Linked DNA regions of Acanthopagrus latus: region 2 is linked to region 1. A link is a contact called in public Hi-C data. All regions are on one chromosome and are shown on one strand. The core of a region is the stretch at or near the end of the contact, and the rest is flanking DNA. Distances in the headings are between cores, read along the strand shown.

Region 1 (3,206 bases), core at 702-3,201:
ATACTCACCACATCTGTTCACACTGAGCAAACACTTGATCTCAGTCTACCTCCAGATCATGAGCTTTATACGTCCATGGCACGCACGCACGCACGCACGCGCGCGCGCGCACACACACACACACACACACACACACCCCTCTGGCAGGTTCATGATCAGAACCGTCGATCTGCTGCTCAATTCTATATGTCAATGTGCACGAGACACCTCGTTGACCATATATGGTTAAAAGTGGGAGTGGAGAGGGCGGGGCGTCCCAGGTGAACTGTAATTATAAGGACAACATCACCTGCAGGTGTCAGCACCAACAGCTTCATTCTGTAACAGTACATGGGCCCCCTCGGCTGGTTCCTCCCTCCGGTCAGTAACATCCATCATGATTCTCTGATCTAAACTATTATCTGTTTACATTTATCTGTCTTATCAGATTCTGATCAATAATCAATGGTTTTATTCTGTATAAATATTAATATTGATATCAGCTGTGATCAGATCGATCATCCCCAGTCTGATCAGTTGGGGGTTCTGGACTCCTGAGCTGGACTCGGGCTGAGTGTTGACTGACACACCTGTGAGGAGTGGATCTTCATCTTCATCAGTCAGTGTGTCAGCCTCTGCACATCACTACATCCCTGATCAATATATTGATTTATCAGACTCTATCAGAACATCGGAGACTCAGATGGAAACCAGGCCAGACCAAACCAGGCCAGACCAAACCAGGCCACAGCTAAACAGGAACGGGCTGAACCAGGACAGCGGACCAGAGTGGCACAAAGTCCTGGAACATCCCAAACCAGCCTGGAAACTGTTCAAGGACACCTGGAGAAAAAAACCTTTTAAAATCCCTGACATGTAAACCCGGATGGTTTCCCTGACACGGACTCACATTGTCCCTCTGGATCCCCTCTGGACCCATTCAGAACTACATCCCAGAACCTTGAGCTCCTTAAATCTCCCGGGGGCTCCTGACCCTCCTTCAGGATCCAAGTTCTCATAAGGCCGCCTGAACCTTCTTGAAACTACTTCTAGGGATCTGTGAGCCTCCCTGTGGATCTGGATCTGTGTCAAGATCCGTCAAAAACCTCTGAACATATATGAATCTTCCAGGAGCCTCTCAAGGACCCCTGGACCTCCCTGGCTCTGGGGGGAGCCCCGGGCGAGACTGCCGGCTCACGGGACCTACTGTTCAGTGTTTTACGGTGTTTAGTGAATGAATCCCGGTCCAGGATCGGGACCAGGACCGGGTCTGGACTCTTACCCCACTCCAGGAAGTCAGTGACGTGCTTCTCCCTCTTGAGCGGGGAGTGGGAGCACTCCGTGTAGAAGCAGAGCAGGAGGTCCAGCAGCGCCTCCACACTCAGGCAGCCCGCCTCCTTCTGCTCCTGCAGCAGCTCCTCCAGCCGCTTCAGACGGACCTGAGCCGACATCGTGACCCGGGACAGACACCCACCGCTCCCGCTTACAAACCGACAGCGACCCCGCCACACAGTCCGAGTGAAACCCGCCGCCCAGGCTCCGTTTCCTGCCGAGTCCTGCCGAGCTCAGCCTGCTAACTGCGGCTAGCTCGTTAGCTCCGGGAAAACATTCCCGACATTTTGATCCGCTGAGTGTCGCTGAGAGTCGGTGTGTCTCCGCCGGTTACCGCCGCTCCGTCGTGTCGACAGCCGCTCAGCCTGCAGGCCCGCGTCTGTCCGGCCTCCACATCGGTTTTAATCCCGGTAAATCTGGACTTTCCTCTCAGAATTCGGGCTGTCGTCGGGCCGTCGCCTCTCTCAGCTTGTCCGCCGCAGCTCCATGTCCTCGGGCCGGTGTTCAGCTCGGGAACATGTCCGGGAGCTCCGGGCCGCGCGCGAGCACAACAATGACCGCGAACACCTCGAGGGAGCGGGCCGCGGGATTACCGGAGCTTTTTCGGTAGTTTGAGGCTGACTGCCGGTGTGGCTGGTCGGTGGGAATATGGCTGAATCCAGATCGGATCATCCAGAGCAAGCTGAAGACACCACACACACACTTCCTGTCAGCCACAGTTTCACAATAAAACGCCGTCTCAGCGCTCAGTGCCAGGGTGACATGAAATGGCTTAACTGGTACTATTCATTTAAATACTACAAGTAATACTACATATATTACAAGTAATACTACATATTTTACAAGTAATACTACATATACTACTAGTTATATCACTTATTTATCACTGATAGAATACTCAACTTCTATTTAAATGAGAAGAAGGAATAAGAATAAGAGTGTATTTGGTATTTAAACTACAGCATGTAGTCAAACATTAAGTTCAATTTCAATTCACATTTCAATGACAGAAACACACTGGATTCATAAACTAAGAATTCAACAGAATGTGAACGTATCCTTGCTTTTATTTTGAAGATAATATCCTGGCCCCGGAAGTTGGTACCTATCGCTCTGTGCTGACCTGACCTACCTGTCTGTCGCTCCCTCAGGAACACACAGGCCCCGCCTTCCTGCACCGGAAACGCTCTGGATACATGACGTCACGATGTGATTGACAGGAGCCGGGACGGACTGGTACCGCCCCCATCGCCCCCCTCCTTCCTCCCCGCGAGAGGTACACAGAGGGTCTGACATCATGGCTGTGACATCATCACACAGTGTGTGTAAATAAAGTCTTTGTTTACTGACGTGTTTGTTTGTTTGGTTGGTTGGTTGGTTGGTTGGTTGGTTGTTTACATGAGGAGACAGGTGAGACAGGTGAGGGGCTATCAGGTGAAACAGGTAACTTGTTTTCTGTGAAGTCAGGAGACAGAAGTTAAATAAACACATCAACGTGACACACACAGACTGTCTCATGTGAAACACTGATAGTGAGGTCAGATGTGATCAGTTATTGATCACTCAATAAGTGATCGATCAGTCATCACTCTGCAGCAGGTCGTCTCTCTGCTGACCTCTGCTGGTCGGAGACCTCAACTACAGTATAAAATGCAGAGGCTGTTGTGTTTGTTGTGTGTTGGTTGAGTGCTTGTTGTGTGTCTGTGTTGCCAGGTACCACCACATGTATCCTCCACAGCTCCTGAGAAACACCTGTTTGAGCTGTACCAATGTGACATCATCAGGAGAATTGACCAATCAGGAGAGAGCATGAGGAGGGCGGGTCAGCGCTCTGTGTGACTGACAGCTGACATCATCATGTGGTCTGATCGAAAACTCCAGAACAGGAAATGGAC
Region 2 (3,122 bases), core at 264-2,763, 170 kb after region 1:
GTTTCTCGCCTACACTGGAGAGACGAGGAAGCCAGTGAAGGTGCTGAGCCGACTCTGATCAAAGATGCTCTGCCCAGACCAGAGGGTGACAGAGAGCCGGTCTCCCTCCTCCAGAACCAGTGCCATGCCGTTGGACCCGCTGCCATGAGTGTTCCGAGTGTCAAAGATGGCGAACATGTTCTGTCCGTTCTTCATCAGTGCTGCATTCAGCGACCCCGATTCTCCAACACAGCCAGTGAACCGGATGTAGTAGAGTCCCTTCACTGGCGCTGTGAAGAGGCCTGCAGCAGAGAACAGGGGAAACAGAGCGAGAGGACCTGACGATGACATCATGGTTCTGATTCTGTTGCTCCATCAAACAACATGAAGTAACAGACGGAGCAGGAAGGTCAGGTTCACATCAAAACATAAGAGTGAACAGGTGAGTCGTACCTGTCTCGGGGTTGTATGCATTGCCAATGTTTGTCGTCACCTTCCTGAACACCAGCGTGGTGTCGGTGTTGAAAGGCCCATGATGGGTCCACTGCTCGTTGGTGAAGAGGGCGGCAGAAAACGCCACCTGAGATTTACCTGCAGGAACACAGACACAATGTTTACAGCCATAGAAAGTACTGCAGACACGCACATGTTGGACCACTGACCCTCAGCTGACCCAAAAGATCCGGGTTTACTGTGTGGTGGTTACTTAATGAAAGAGTGGGTCTCCTTTATTACCTGAACTATACCTGTTCACTGAACTTTACCTGAGCACTGAAATGTCTGATAATCAGAGAGAAACCTTGAGGAAGTCGAACACTTTCAAGAGCTCTTGTACCAACATGTCCTTGTAGAACCCAGTAGGAGGAGGAGATCTCAAGGTAGACCCAGAACCCAGTAGGGGGAAGAGCCCCCGGGGCAGACCCAGAACCCAGTAGGAGGAGGAGATCTCAGGAGGAGCTGGAAGAGGTTGCAGGGGAGAAGGAAGTCTAGAGTTCCCTGCTTGCTAGTAACAGAAGAAAGTGTCTGAAAGAACGGACGGATAATCAGAAGGACGGATTTTAATTTATAGCCAGTTATCACAAACAAACCGGATGTTATCCTGTCAGAGGGGTTCTGGTTTGTTTCTGTGGTACCAGTCTACATACAATGACCCAGTGTTGGCTGGTCTACCTGTTTTGGACCAGGTCTCTATCAGGACAAACTTCCCCTTCCTTCTGGGGCTGCTGGACAATAAAATATGAGAACATTACAATACTGGTCTTGGCTCTGGAGGACTGACCTCTGTTCTCACGCTCTCGCTCCAGTTCCTCCACTCGGGCCGTGAGCTGCTTCAGCAGAACTCTCACATCTTCTTCTGTCGTTTTCTCAGGATTTAGAAACTCATCGTCTATCACAGTCAAATTTGAAGTCACATCCCGGACCGCTCCACATACCATCAACATAAACACGACCCAGCTGGACATCATCTCAGACAGACTGCTGACAGGACAGGAGACACTGTGGACTGAACACTGAGACGCGCTGGCTGTTATAAAGTTGTTTGAACAATGAAGTCAGCTGGACTTTAAACCCGACAAACAGTTTGTTTAAACTTTGTTCATGTTTATCTGCTGAAGCTAAAAACAAACTGGAGTTCATTGAAGAGTTCACCAACAAGGACACTCGGGTCGACTGACAGAACACCAGCTGAAGGGATTTAGTGTCCTGACAGTCTCTGAACACCAACAGCACTTTTATTATTCAGTAATCCATCAGATGTTAATCTGAGCTGCAGCATTAATCTGCAGAATCTCGCTCTGTCAGGTCCACGTTGGAGGCTGACTAGTCTGTTCTGATCGGGTCCATCAGAAGGTTTTAAACCTGCAGAATATCAGATGTTCTGTTGATGTAAGCTGGAAACTGTGATTCTGTTGTTGTGACCTCTACTTCCTGTCTGTCTGTCCTGGAAGGATCCTCCTCTTTGATCAGCTTTATTACTTATCTATTGTTTTCGTGTTAAAAGGTTTTTTATGTTAAGCTTATCCTCTCTCGTCTCTGAGGTTCTCAGGTTCTGAGGACAGAGGATGTGGTTCACTGTAAAGCCTGTTGAGTGATGTGTTTGTGATTTTGAGGTTTATAAATAAAACTGATGTGATGTGACATCATCAGGTCACTCCATCAGTGTAACGATGTTTCTGGATGATTGCAGCTCAGCTGGTTTTAATCCTGTCAGACGTCGAGCGGATCGTCTCTGAATTAGAGTCCTGATTACTATCACTTCAGCTGCAGCCTCATGCTAACATGCTAACATGCTAAATGTAAAGCAGCGTTCAACTCTGATCTTCAGTCTTGATTCTTTATTAGTCACAGTTTCAAGTGTTCATACTTTATGCAGAGGTTCCTCACCTGGATCATATGACCACCTGGTACCAACAGCACCACCATGTGGTCACTTTTACCTATCAGATGTTGTGGTGTTAACTTTAATAATAATAGATAATAATAAAAACTGTATCTGAACAGTCTTTAAATTCTTCTGACATTTGGGGATATTTTTGGAAGAAACACTTTTATCTAATATCCACTGAACTTATTTAGCATCAGAGTTCAGGTGTCCCACGTCACCTCAACTCACCCTTTATCTGCCGTGTTCACCAGGAAACAGATTAAACTGCTTTAACAAACTAAACTTCAGATTGTCTCAGCTGTTGATCCACCCATTATTATGTAGTAATCAACATTAAGTGTTCCGTGATCTTCATGTTCTTCATGTTCTCGACAGGTCCTGCATTTAAATCTGACACTTCCAGGTGAAGGAGCTGAACATCCTTTTTATTTAACATTTAATGATTTAACACAAATTGAATTCATCATCTTCATATTTCAGATGAAATCTTCACTGACGGCAGAAACTCTGTTTCTGAGTGAACTGTCAGCGAGGGTGAGTGATAGCTGCAGCGTCCAATCAGGAGGTCCAAATGCTGCTGATGGGTGGGTCTTCAGTCTAGAGTGTGAACATCACAGTTCATCCTGCAGCTCCCTCGTGTGGACACACAGTGAACTGACATGTTGAGTACACACTTTAAATAATAATAATAAATCACTTTCTATCAAAACACTTTGTTCAATAACAAATCAGAGACTGAAGGAAATCAGACAGACTG

The links. A called contact is a pair of places that touch in the nucleus more often than the background predicts.
Region 2: a Hi-C map of muscle shows a contact between it and region 1, with 2.8 times the contacts expected there. The contact joins the promoter of LOC119012803 here to the promoter of LOC119012788 in region 1. A contact is called at or near these places in 2 of 4 Hi-C or Micro-C datasets (both in muscle).

The regions. Positions count from the first base shown.
Region 1 is chr22:25,695,851-25,699,056 of fAcaLat1.1, forward strand. LOC119012788 (photoreceptor outer segment membrane glycoprotein 2-like) reads left to right here and starts at 1,952. Exons shown (of 6, transcript XM_037086939.1): 1 at 1,952-2,090; 2 at 2,463-2,587; 3 at 3,025-3,206. It overlaps cdc42bpb (serine/threonine-protein kinase MRCK beta), which reads right to left and starts at 1,967. Exons shown (of 39, transcript XM_037086809.1): 1 at 1,262-1,967. The coding sequence starts at 1,430.
Region 2 is chr22:25,869,599-25,872,720 of fAcaLat1.1, forward strand. LOC119012803 (complement C1q tumor necrosis factor-related protein 3-like) reads right to left here and starts at 1,514. Exons shown (of 3, transcript XM_037086961.1): 1 at 1,259-1,514; 2 at 433-570; 3 at 1-281. The coding sequence starts at 1,445. The coding sequence ends at 10.